2 separate regions of the Ostrinia nubilalis genome follow, and region 2 is linked to region 1. The links are chromatin contacts, called in public Hi-C maps. All regions are on one chromosome and are shown on one strand. The core of a region is the stretch at or near the end of the contact, and the rest is flanking DNA. Distances in the headings are between cores, read along the strand shown. Region 1 holds the start of LOC135078641. Region 2 holds the start of LOC135078666 (general vesicular transport factor p115).

Region 1 (7,084 bases), core at 1,160-3,659:
GTAGCTTTAAAGAATTTGCTTAAATAAGTAAAATAGTAATGCAAATTAAACTTTAACCTTTTACATAGCAAATAGGTACGTAGGAGTCTTTGGTGGGCTTCATTTATTTTTATTAAGGCTTCGAGCGTTTTGCACAGCCAGTGTCGTATCGAACCTGCACCCACACGACGAGTACTGAGACATAGTTTTGCAAATACAATATGTGTCTGATGTGCTCAGTAAAACAGTATTAAAAATAACAGATAGCAAATAATGTCCCATTTTAATTCCAGACACAGACCCAGATCAGAATTTGGCTGACGTTCTGCTGGACAAGATCCGCGAGCTCCAACCAGACTTTGAGGACATTATCAGAGGAGAAGCCAATTAAATGGTACATTACTCTTATTTAATTTCATTCCGCAAGGTATGATTTTGTAGAGTTGTAAAAAACAAGTAGAAAATAGTTCGTATTCTCTCCACCAGGCGGCGCCACTGTGAGTCTCATGCAAATACGCCGAAATCAAGTTATCGAGTAAAACTCGCATTATTATGAATCAGTCTATATTCTGTGTTGAGAACAGCTAAATTATTGTTATTGGATATTGGTGATGATGATTGACCAAATTATTCTTATTGATCGAAAATCATTCTATTACCGTTTACAATTTGAAATACAGTGAGTATAAATATACAATTTTTAATAAATGTTTTTAGATTGCGTTACGCACGTTTGGTGAAATTTCGTTTATGTTTATAATGAAGGTGACGATGCCTTGGTTTGTTTTTTCTAAGTTGACTAGCCAAATGATAATTCAAAGTATGTACCTACTTTATTCTAGCCCTCAGTTAATTACTACGTTTGAAATCAATTAGTTTGATGGCGTCAATGTGTTTTAGTGCCATACGAAATTAAAATATTATATTGTTTGGAAATTTTTGAAATGAAGATTTAAAAACATAATTAAGTGACTGTTGAATGAAGACTGAGAACCAACGCAGCATTTGTAATCGACCTCAATATCTATTTTATAAAGGGGAAAAATATTTAATTTTAAGTATGTTGTTGTTATCAAAATAGTAGGTATTAATGTAGATCTCTAAAATCATGACAATGACTATTTATACATTGCTTCTATTTGCCCGACAGCGCCAGAAGAAGGGTTATTTCATTACATTTAGTATCGTGACAAAATAAAGGTGCTATAGATGACCCACGCTGAACTGTCCCGCCAAACTCAATGACAGGGAGGCGCTACCATCGTTCAACTATATGGTTTCCAACATGGCAAAAATCTGAACCAGCGATCCGGTATTGACGGTGGCGCCCCACTGTCAATGTCATCGACAGGACAGTCCAGTATTTTGGAACTATATTTGGCCTGTGACGTTGTGATGAGTCATCATAAAATTGTCACACGTCATGTAAATATAGCCTATGCTAGATAAGCTATATTAAAAACATAAAAGGAGAGTAATTTACCACTTGCTTATTAATGATTAAGAATGGATAAAATCCATCCACTATCCTAGATTAAGGAGACCTAAAACTTTAGTCGTATTCAAAGTAAAAAAAAATACTTTGATTAAAATTACTGCTTATGCCAAATAAAAATTATATTTTTAAATTTTATTATGTTTGTTATTTTATTTCATCATCCCACGAATCGGCTACAATTAATATAAGTTTTGTACACATCGATTCATCTGTTCAATGAGAGCAAAGATTTAGAGGAACCTGTGTGTGTAAAGTTGTATTTGTTCTTGTAATATGTATTATTCGGTTGGTACTTTATTAAATCACCTAAACATCCCATAAAACAAGAAAATAAATAATATCCAATATAATCCAGTTAGCCTAAAATCTATGAATATAATCTAGATTCCCAAAACTATGATAAATTGCCTATTAGAATAAAAATAGATTCCTAATTTCTGATTCGATCTCGTAAAGAAATATCGAGCAAAGCGCTTTCCATAGCACGCTGTGCAACTTTAAGGTTTCTTTTGGGGAAAGCGCTGGATGCAAGCCACTGTTAACTGTATAATCTGGAAATCCTTGGTGACCTTGTTCAGAAGTCAACGTCCTATGGCAGAAATGATGATGAAAAGCAAAATTCACTATCATGAAATGCTTTGCCAAGGTTCCATTCTATCTCGCATCACACTATCTTGAAATTATATTTTTTGAATGTTGAAAGGAAATATTAAGCATCTATTACGATCCATGTACTCGTATTGCATGATTCCTGGTAGTCCAGACTCCAGGCAAAGTGCAAACAGAAATATGAACACCTTGTAGTGTGTTAAAAATTCTGTTAAACTGTTAAAAATAACGTTATTTGTATAACGTCGGTTCGTGGTTCGATGTCTGTGTCATAGAATTAAAAAATAGGTTGTCAGTAATGTCACTGTCAAACGTAAACGTCAAACGCACGTGTTGTATTTTGTTCATCAAAAACTTTGAAATTTGTGTTATTTTTAATTTAATGAGAAAAACTAACAATGGGGAAGCGTAAATATGATAATGATAAAAGTTCTCCATCAAAAGAAAATGCGACGAGTGAGGAGGCAGGGGCAGAAAATAATGAAATCGTGGAACAACCAGACAACACCGAAACTGCTGATGTTAAAAGAAGAAAAGTGCCTAAAACAGGTGGTTTCGATATTAAACACCTTCGCAAAGACTTGGCGGCAAAGCAAGGCCAAGGAATGGGTAAGATATTAGTCGTCTGGATTTATTTTTACTCGTCATGACACGGGTTATAAAGTCGCCTTTGCGGTTATAATTTCCCTTGAAATAAACGATTAGTTTATGTCTAAGTAGTCTGTTAAAAGTATTACTAAATTAAAAATAAAAGACACAAAGTCAAGGTTGTAACAATGATTAATATTTGTGTAAATATGGTTTTCAGTGCTGACACAATTTCTTCAAGTTTGCCTCGACCCAGACAATGAGGAAGATTACCTGCTAGCTTATCTCAAGACGGGAGGCAACCCACACGAAATCCTCCGGCAAATCAACCAAGACAGTAAGAAAAACCTCACACTTACCACACCAGCGTTCCATTTATTCCACTTAATCATAGTCAAAGTTCAGTCTTCGCTTCCCCACATGATCGCTGCCACCGAGGAAGCGTGCCGATACTTCCTGAACAACTTTATGTCAACTGTGGAAATTATGATCAGCGAGAATTCTGGACCTCGGCACAGGAAAATAATCTTAAAGCTACTCACATCAATGGTCACTTTGAACTCTGACTTGGGTATTGAGATTCTCAGTCACGCACCTCTCACTCCTAAACACCTGCAGTATATTGTAGAAAAATCCAATTACAAAGAGAAAGATAATGTACGGACATCGTTTGTTCACTTCATGACATCATTCCTTGTTGATGGTCACCTACCACTAATAAAAGCTCTTTTAGAAAAGCAAGGTCTGCTAAGCTTGGTGATACCTGGATTGGTACACGATGAGGCTGAGGCTGTGTTGATCTTCCTCAATATCTTAAAGAAGAATGTGGTTGAAAACTCCTTCATTTCCAAAAGCTTGAAGCTAAAAACCTTTAATCATCAAGTTCTACACAACATGTTCAAGATATTCACATGGAAAGGACCTCCTGAAATAAACTTTGAAGTCAGAAATAAGCTGCGACCAGAAATTGTTACATTATTATCAGATATTATTCTAACATTGTTTACATCACACAGATTGGGTCTGTATTTTATTGATAGCTCTTTAGGGACATCAGATTTAAACAAAAATCAAAACTTGTACAAAGCTTTATTGACACTTAAACGGCCCTGGGAAAACAATAATGAGTGCCAGGTCATTTTAGAAATTATTCATAGATGTCCAGACTTGCACAGAGCAGTGATGTCTGTGGTTGAGCAGAGCTTTGAGCCACAACACTCACCAATTTGGGAGAAAACTGTAGAGTTCATAATAAATCTACTGGAAAACATGAAACCAGAAAATGTTGTGCCCAAAATGAAAAGCTTAAATACTTCTCAAGCAGCAAATTTTGTAAGATTTGTCACATTACCAGTCCCTCTACTGAAATACATCCAAACAAGTCTTGGAAAGGACCAGTCAATATCTCTATATTGCATCAAGGTGCTAGTTAAAATGCTTCAGACTTTAAAAAGGTACATGCAAATTTTCGAAATGGATGATTCTTCTAATCGTATTTTGGACTTGAAGAATAAACTGGAGTATTTTCTACCTAAACACTTACCTGTTCCTGCTACTATTGTCACACTCATTCATGATGTCATCAATCATAAGGACAGTGGAGAGGAAAAGCAACAAGATTATAAGCTTCCCAAAATTCAAGATACAGATGCTTTAATAAACCTAATTGATGTATTGCTGTTGTATAATGATATCCATCCTGCATTTTTCGAAATGCTGGAGGGTAATATTGACATGAAACAAATACTGAAATATGCGACTAAATTGAAAGATGGGAATACTGCTCTTTTGAAATTCAAAATTGTATCTCTGTGGCTGACACTAGATCGCACAGCTATTTCGCTTAAAAATCCCATGTTTAAAGATCTATTTCTCATCATGTTGGATGTTTATACTACTGACTCAGACACAACCTGGTCTGAAGCAAAAATAACACTACACAACTTTTTTAGAAATACATCTATTTTTGAAAGAGATGAAGATGAAATTCATTTGATTTTGTATGCTCTACGTAATGCGAAAGTAAACCCCATTTCGCTGATAGCTGATATTATCGAGTTTGTGCTGTCACATATACAAGAACTGGCAAATTACGTGAGCGATCAAATAGTAAACTTCGAAATTACTGATGAAGGAAGCGAATCTAGTCTAAACAAATTATTTGATGATTTGATGGAAAATCAAAACACAGATGATCAAGTTTTCTTAGAGAATAAAATTCCGTCTACCTTTATTGTGGGTTGTATGCAATTTATTCAAAACAACAAAGAGGCAAAGAAAAGTTTGAAACATTTTCTATCTTGTTACATAGCCCATTTGTTTCATTGCAACTACTCGCCTGAACTAACTGAGCTTTTAATAGAGGATTCTAAGCTGGAAGTGAGAAATTATGTTTCACAGTGGTTGTCACAGTCTGTTTCCTTGCCTGAATCCATCACAGCTAAAGATCATATCATAAAAGCTTTATCGAAATCTATCTTTGATAATGAAGACTTGCCACTCCAAGAAGTATTTAGATGTCTTGAGCAAACATCAGCAGAAGAGAGTGATATAACGATACATGATGTGCCATACAAAGTGATTACTACTGATACGATTGATAGTTCAGAAATTTTAATTTGGGCAAAATACCTTATATTTTGTTTAGTGCGTTTGACAAACATTGGCCAATTAGATGAAGATAGACAGATAAAAATTATCAACTATTTTCATCTCCTTATAACAATAGGGAAGAAAAGTCATCTGATAAATGAATGTCGTTTGATCATGCTGTCTCTATTTAAAAATCCACATGTCTTGAAAATTTACAAGCCATTATCTTTAAAAGAAAATGACCCTTGCGTAGCATCAACTCAAAGCCTGCTTGATATTGTTGTTGTGCATCGCGATATAGTCACACATTTGGATAACAAGCATAGAATCTTAAAGTCCTATCAACAGAAGAATTTCAATGAGTTGGTCAAAGCTTTCAACAAAATTAACAAACGGAAAAATTTGAGTAGTGAGCTCACAGTGAAAGTTTTGGAGGTTGTGGGAATGACGAATGAAGACGATTTAGTCATTTTCAATAAAATATTTGCGTTGGATGCAAATTACTGCGTGAAAGATGACAAAGAGCCCAGCATTGTTTTAGACGTATTACAAACTTTGTTAAATAAATATTCGAAATCGATAACCATTGAAATGCCCGAGCATGTGATTCGAAAGAGCATGAAAATGTATGCAGAACTGATTTCAAACAAAGAGGTCACTGCTAATCTCACCAATTTGGAGAATGCTTTAACTGTATACTTTGAGAATAAACCTCATCATTCTGTATACGTAAATGACGACATTTACAAAAGATTTTTCAATGCAACTACGATCAGAAAGTCGACATCTAAATTAGCATCAGTACTATTGAAGTATAACATGAGATTTTGTAATATTTATAAAGAACAAATATCTCGACCAGAAATCTTAAGCCAAAGAGAGTTGACACTGCCGTTGGGAAATGCTATCATTCATCATAAGCAATTTCTTATTGAAAACCGGGAGCTATTGCCAAAAGTATTTGCTGAATACAAATCCAACACAAATAAAATGCTGGAGAAACCCCACAAGGCTGGACAAATATACAACTCATGTTGGGAATTCATAAGAAAATTATTGTTAGAATGCTTGGATGTTAAGGAATGTGTACAGCTATTTAGTAAAAGTCATAAATACGAGATTGCAGAGTCAAGCCACGTGCAGCTATTACAAGCTGTCTTCTTGAAAATCTGTCTACATGCTGAACACCACAAGAAGGAATATCTTATGAACTACTTGTCTTCCATGTTGCACATTATGACTATAGCCTTGAAAGAAAATAAAGATACCAAGATCTTAGACGACATCATAGCCAGTGTATATAATGTAGTTCTTATCGTGAAACGCAAAGAAGGATTCAAAATTGAACAAAAGGATGAATTCAAAAAAGTTACAGAAAGTGCCGTATGGCAAAATTTCTGCAAAGCTGTTCTAAAAGACTCTTTAAAGGTTCGAACTGTTGCCCAATCCAGCACCCCTGGACCTCAATTACTGTTCCTGCTTACTACATTAGTAAAACTTTTGTACTCAGCGGATAGCGAGGATATAGTGACACTGTTCGACATGGTGACTTCCCATTCGGAGTTTTTGAATGTGATGTTGAGTCATCACAGCTCAGACATTAAATCGAGATTAGTGGAGTTCTTGTACACCTTGATTCAACTGAATAAATCAGTAATGAAACTTCAGCAAATCCCTGTATATTTGAGCGCGTATCACGCTACAAGAAGTCCATGTGACCGGCTCATTCTAGCCATATTGCAATTTTACGAGAGCAACGGGCAGGCTGTGAATGAATATAAACCCTACGTTTTCGGAGATTCCGCCGCAAACCATTAC
Region 2 (7,084 bases), core at 3,030-5,529, 480 kb after region 1:
GTGGTGCACATGTGGGCCGAGAAGGAGATGCACAACATGATGCGGCTGCAGAAGATTGGCTTGAACTGCCCTGAAATGGTTGTTTTGAAGAAACATATTCTGGTCATGTCCTTTATTGGTAAGGATAATAAGCCAGCTCCAAAGCTGAAGGAAGTGATATTGAAGCCTGAGAAATGGCAGAGTGTGTACAATGAGGTTGTGGATGCAATGCACAAGATGTACAATGTCGGGCAAATGATTCACGCTGACCTGTCCGAGTACAACATTCTGTGGTGGGACAACAAATGTTGGTTCATAGATGTCTCCCAGTCAGTTCAACCGGACCACCCCAATGGTCTTAAGTTTTTACTGAGAGATTGCCGCAACATTAGCAACGTGAGTATGACTCATCATTAGTATGTGTTGCACAATATTTACTTGACATTGTTGGTTGATTATGTAATAATGTTTGTTTTTATTGTTACAGTTCTTTGAAAAGAAAGGTGTAAGCCATGTGAAATCAGGTGAAGACCTGTTTAAGTCCATCACTGGGTTTGAGGAGGTGGATGTGAATATGCTTGAGGGGGTGCATACCGTCTACAACTCCCTGTCAACTCGGTTTGAGATAGCTCTGGATGACAACAGGAATACCAGCTATCCATTTGAGTACTGCTGGCAAAAGACCAACGAGGGCAAAGCTAAGAGCGACAAGAGTGGTGACGACAGTGAGGAAGATGAGTTCGAAGAAATGTGGACCCACTCTCTAAAAGATAAAATTGTTGACACAGCAACCAACTTTGCTAATGAAGTTAAGATTGACGACAGCAAATCTGTAAAGATTGTCGAAAACAAACCAGTTATGGTAGTCGATGAGCAGCCAGTGACAGTTATTGATGACAAGACCAATTTTGGGAAAGAACTGGCTGTCAATATCCCTGAAGATGGGTGTACAAGTAGTAAGAGTATTGACAAGAAGTCTTAATGTCATAGAAAATAAAGGTTTTTAATGGAAAAAAAAAATACAAATTGTATTTACATTTTAATGCAAAATGTACATGACGAAAATGAAAAAAATATTCTTGTAACAGTAACACATCTAGGCGTTGAATTATGTATGTAATGAAAATGTGTTCATGTTTTACTGAAATGAATAAATTTTGTAAATCTTGTTTATGTCTATCTTTAATATGAATATTTTAATGGAATGGTTTTTGACAAAATAATACACAAGTTTCACTTAATTACATAAAATATTTAAACAAATTATACATACTTAGTTATAATAATACCTACATTGCAGTTTTTAAAAGTAGCACAATGGCAGACAAGGCGCAAATTAATCACTGTCAGCACTACACTTACTACACCACCCACTATCTTATAAACAATCAACAACTTTGGCTAAAAAATATTGAGTCTCAAATTAATCCTGGATGAATGAGGCACACTCAATAGCATGACAAGTGTAACAGAAGCATTTCATCCTTTCAATCCATTCCTTGAATCGTCAATCCAACGTCTTGGCAGCGGTGGTAGCCGAAGATGGCCTACGATGATCTTCGCGGCAAACCCCCTCGCACATTGAGGGTATCTTGAGCACGCCGCAAACATATTATACGCCATTCACTGGCGGTATATGGATGGGCCTCATTCTTCGCGTCGAGTTCATTGCTGCATTAGCTTTTTTATTTCATTGGTGCATGTTATACATGAGAGATAACGAACCTTTACGATTAGCACACTACACCCACTATGCAATAGTCAAATGAGCGTGCCTCATCTCCTTGCACAGTCTGTCCATGAGGTCGGCCTGCGGCGCCGTGAGCAAGCGCTTAGCGTCCGCGGCTACGCCCACTAGAGAAGGAACATCGCCGCTCGCGCACGACATCGCGACTGATTGTAGTTTCAGACGGAGGTCGCTGTTAAATGGGATCGCTGGGGAGTAAAAGTGTTGAAGTGAGATGCAGGCACAATGGTGAATGACGAATATAATAGGTTCTTAGGAAATTAGTTCTGAAAATGTACAGGATAGAGAGTAGGAATGGAGCATTGATGGTGCTGCAAAAATTGCTGAACAGATTTTGATGAAACTTCAGAGATAATTATTTATTTTGGTAATAATAGACCAAGGCAGTAGTGATATTAGTTACTGTAATTTAGAAAGATTTATGATAAAAACTACAAACTTACTGTCAGTTTCACTGTCATTCAGAAGATCAGACATCAGCTGCTTCAGAGATTCTGGTTTGCTTTCTTCCTGAGGCTCCACCAGGAGTGTTAGGAGTATTCTGCTCGTTTGTATTCTGTAAATGGAGAATTAACTAATTAGAGAATGTCTGTTGCTTATTTGTTAGAATTTACAGTAAATATTTTAACATTATATTTACTCTCTACTTACTCAGTCAATATGTCATCAGGTAAATTCGTATTTGAATCGCAAATTTCATTGGCTGTTTCCAGTGCAACATCCAGTTTGTCTGTAAAGAAATAAAATGATGTTGAATTAGCTTAGAAATTACAAATAATAAGCTAATATAATCTAATCCCACAAAAGATACATATCATTGACTAAACACCCTCAAATTCCACTTTAAATATTAACAAAAACAATGTAACTAAATAAACAATCTTTATAAAATATCAACTAAAAATCTGTTGATATTTGAGTTGAAAGCTAATAGAAATATGCTTTTTTCTTTACTCAAAAAGTCAGTTACAATTTTATTGTTTTTTTAAGATATTTTTTCTCGCACATGTCATTATCATCTGTATTATTGCAAATGCTTTTTTCTGAACAGATTACGCTTTTATTTACAATAAACAGATTTTTTTTTAAATTAAGGCAAACTTAACTCTACACAAAATAAAAATATAAACTTATTTTACTCTAAAATAAAAGTCAGTTGAAAAAAATGAATATCACATACCACAGTCAATCTGCATATTGAGTAGTTTCCTCATACACATCAGCCGCATGGTAGTGTCTACCACACCTTCCAGTGCCTGCTCGTAGTAAGATACGGCTTCCAGTTTGTGCTCCAGTATTGCTAGGTCGTTGGCCAGCTCCATCAGGATGGACGTCCGGATCGGAGACTTGGCTGGGTACTTGGTCAGGGCTTGCATGAAGCATCCTATGGCTGCCTGGAATGGAAAAAATCATTTGTGAGTTAGCTGTGCTGATTTTCATTTCATTGTTTAGGTTGAATCAACTGGCTTACTTTACTTCAGTTTAGTTGGTACAAACATTTTGCAAAGTATCTAAGCAATAGTATAGCTTGAAGGAAGATTGACTGATAGGTTTCAAATAGGTGACTTAATATGTTTAGGTAAAAGAAACTTTACCTGAGCTCAAACTTGTGACAAACATTACCTATTGGCTATTATTATGTAACAAAGTACTGTCTAGGTCTTCTTACCTCTAAGTTTTCTCTATCAGGACTGTGGAACTTCAAAGAGACGAGCTTCTTCTCCGCCTTCATGAACTGCCGCGCGGCCGTGACGTAGTGCTCCGCCTCGCCCAAGAAGTTGCCCGCGGACGCCTCGCACTTGGCGGCGCCCACGTACGCCTGTGCTGCGAAAGCTGGCTGCTCCGAATGCTCGCACTGGATGGCTAGGGCTATGAACTCGTTCGTCGCTTCTGAGATGTTCGGTTTACGCATAAACCGCCTGAAATATTAGCAATACGAATATAATAATAACTCTGACAAAATGCAGTGTGAAGATTGTGAAATCTATTAGAAATTAGAAAACAATTTTTAGATAGAAAGGTGCACATACTTTTTCATCTTCGTGTTGATATTCATGTACTGTTCGTTGAAACTAGCATAGAGATCGGTCGACATTTTTATGAAAGTAAAATTGGTAGTAAATTAAAATAGAACGAGTATTTTATTTTAAAATTACTAAATTAAAATCTAATCACAACACAACAAACATGAAATTCTTCTATCAACTTCAACTATCAACTCCTCAGAGTCGTGCATAAAAAAAAGATTGTAACTACGTATGAATAAGGTCTAAAATAGTTTGTCCGAAGCACAACCTGCAACCTGGAATTAAACTGTCAAGTTTGACATTAAAGATGTTTCGTTATTACATTGAATAGGATTAACCAATTTAATAAAGCCAGTTTAACTAAGTAGATTGTTCTTTCCAGTATGTTAAATAACCCCTTTAAATTGTAAAAAATGAAATTCATAAGTGCTGTTGTGATTGAGGATTCTTATAAATATTTTTTGAATATTACTTTGCTCCAGAACAATTTTAGATATATGAACAAAACGTAATCGTCTTATCGGAATCTGTCAAATTTTGCTTTGACGTGTCGTGAATTAGTGATAATTTGATTTTCTATATTTTTGCTATTTTATACGATGGTTTCGTATTAACCGCGGTAGTGTGTGATATTAATAGAACCAAGGGAGCGGTGCAAAATGGATTTCTTTAAAAGTGGTCTCAAGACCGTGCTCGGCGCCCCGGAGCCCGGACAACAACCTTCGGCTGGCGAGACGGTGATTCCTGGCATATTTCTCATTTTATTGCCGCTTGACCGATATATTAGGAATAGTAGACATCTCTAGTGTTCTAATTTTGTGTCTGAATAGCATATTAAAGCGATTGGGATCACTGAAAACTGAGTTATGGTATTTAGAAATATTATTACATTCTCTAGCACAAAACACCATAGTTTGTAACTTTCCTATGTATTTTATATTGTTTTATAACCATAACATAACTTTCTAATGATCTGAAAAGAAAATACTATTGTTTAATCCGCTAATCATTTTGTTACCTTAATTTTAGATCATCAAACAAATATTGCTTGTTAAACCAAGTTTAAGATGAGAATAATGGGAGTATGAGGCTTGCGAAAACAGTAACAAAATACTAGTTTAGTGTCATTTGTATTTGTAACACTCTCTATGTGCATACAGCAACAGCTTTTCATACAAGCTTGGGATATTGGGGAGGCTTATTATGTTCAGCAGCTTTTATATTATTAGATTACCACCACCAACTATTAGTCTCCACTAAACGAGCATGACCCTCTGTAATTTACCAAAGGTAAATGGAGGATTTGGCCTCCTACTCTCCCACCCAGGTTGTGGAGACCAGCACTTAGACTGCTGTAAGCTGATTAAGATGATGATCAATTAAATAATAATTAACTAAAACTGCACTCTGATTTATCTTCTCCAGTTTGTCACAGGCCTCCTCCAAGGATCTCCATGCTTCTCTGTTTTTGGGTATTTGTGGCCATAATGGTCCTGCTGATTGATGATAATCCTTTGACCTACAAACCTAATAAAAGTGTTTTTATAACTTTAACTTTTTGCACAAGCTCTACTTAGTTGGGGACTAGATGGCGCAGTGTAAAATGTCCAAGTATGTTTACTAAGGCTGGTTTTAGAATCGCGCTGACCGCTCGCTGATCGCTCGGCGCCGACGCTCCATACATTTCGGCTATCAGTGCTGACGGTCAGCGTGATTCTAAAACCAGCCTAAAACTTAATAATTTGTTTCCAGGTGGAGCGCCTAGTGAACCGCGTGGAGAACTCCACACTGCTGGAAGACCGGCGCGACGCCTGCCGCGCGCTCAAAGCGTTGTCGCGCAAGTACCGCGTCGAGGTCGGCGCGCAGGGCATGGCCACCCTCAAGCAGGTAGATAAATATTCTAGGCTACGCTAGGAAATCTTAGACTGCAGCATCATGGATGTCATGTACCATGAATTACTAGCCTTATGAGTCTCCAGCAGCACCCAAACTTTCAATGGTAGACTAGAATGTGGGGGCTTTATAAAGCAACCTGTTGCCAAGAGATTGCTACTCAAAATATACTTCCTAAATGGGAAGACACTCTTTGATTCCGCATGCTCAAAGCCATATTGCGGGAGTACCGCGTCGATATCGGCGCGCAGGGCATGGCCAAATTGGCCACGCTCAAACAAGTATGATGCTTGTAAGGGTGTAGGGGCCTGAAGTCTCCAATGGCTCCAAAACTTTTCAATAGTGAACCCCTCTGTCACGCACGGTATTCGATTCCAATGCAATATTTTAACTTTGAATACATTTTAGAGCAGTGTTTTTCAACCTGTGGCCCTTACATGGGGGTCGCGAGAGGTCGTAAAAACTACCTCAGTAAAAAAAAGGGGGGTCGCTTCATGAAAAAGGTTGAAAAACACTGTTTTAGAGGTCCTGTGCCTGTGCACACCACTTCTTTTAAACGCGCCGATGACGCGCCTTTTCCTACAAAGGTCTATAGATTGGGTCCGATTTTCGTGTGTATCGCGTTCGCGTCTGTGTTCTTACAAACACACGTCGACGGCGCGCTTATAAAACATTGTATGCATAGACCCTTAGTGTCTTTTATCATCTTCAGGTGCTAGAGCTCGATCGCGCCGACAATGAGACCATAAACTACGCCCTCGACACACTCAACAACATCATGTCTCCCGCCCAGTTCGAGGAGGAAGAAAAGAACCCCAACATTCCCATGAACATCGGGGAACAGTTCACAGAAATGTTCATCAAGGACCACAACAACATCCAACTCGTTCTAGATCTCCTAGACGAATATGACTTCAGAGTACGACTATCAGCAGTCCAGCTGCTCACGTCGCTGCTAACCAACAGGCCTAAAGATATACAGGAAATAATTCTAGTCAAACCAATGGGCGTGTCCAAAATGATGGATCTCTTGGGAGACACGAGAGAAGTCATACGGAATGAAACCTTGCTCCTGCTAATAAAACTGACGAAAGGGAACGCCAATATACAGAAAATCGTCGCGTTTGAAAATGCGTTTGATAGGCTATTTGAAATCGTGTCGTCTGAAGGGTATTCCGACGGCGGAATAATCGTGGAAGACTGTCTGCTCCTCATGCTAAACTTACTAAAGAATAACAGCAGTAATATCCACTTCTTCAAAGAAGGAAATTACATCCAGAAGATGCTGCCAATGTTCCAGACTCCCGACGACGCGGAAGACATCGGCTGGTCTCCTCAGAAGGTGTCCAACGTGCACTGCATGCTCCAAATCGTGAGGACTTTAGTGTCGCCGAGTAACGCGGTGCAAATTATAACTAGTTGTCAAAAGATAATGAAA

Evidence for each region. A called contact is a pair of places that touch in the nucleus more often than the background predicts.
Region 2: a Hi-C map of whole larva shows a contact between it and region 1, with 4 times the contacts expected there. The contact joins the promoter of LOC135078666 here to the promoter of LOC135078641 in region 1. A contact is called at or near these places in 2 of 5 Hi-C or Micro-C datasets (whole body and whole larva).

What each region holds. Positions count from the first base shown.
Region 1 is chr15:729,791-736,874 of ilOstNubi1.1, forward strand. It overlaps LOC135078641, which reads left to right and starts at 2,410. Exons shown (of 3, transcript XM_063973168.1): 1 at 2,410-2,695; 2 at 2,895-7,084. The coding sequence starts at 2,485. It overlaps LOC135078670 (stimulator of interferon genes protein), which reads left to right. Exons shown (of 9, transcript XM_063973210.1): 9 at 273-865. The coding sequence ends at 370.
Region 2 is chr15:1,205,250-1,212,333 of ilOstNubi1.1, forward strand. LOC135078666 (general vesicular transport factor p115) reads left to right here and starts at 4,280. Exons shown (of 7, transcript XM_063973198.1): 1 at 4,280-4,490; 2 at 5,506-5,640; 3 at 6,359-7,084. The coding sequence starts at 4,413. LOC135078663 reads right to left here and starts at 3,904. Exons shown (of 6, transcript XM_063973193.1): 1 at 3,757-3,904; 2 at 3,396-3,645; 3 at 2,907-3,120; 4 at 2,378-2,456; 5 at 2,170-2,282; 6 at 1,613-1,914. The coding sequence starts at 3,821. The coding sequence ends at 1,730. LOC135078661 (serine/threonine-protein kinase RIO3) reads left to right here. Exons shown (of 2, transcript XM_063973191.1): 1 at 1-375; 2 at 467-1,148. The coding sequence ends at 961.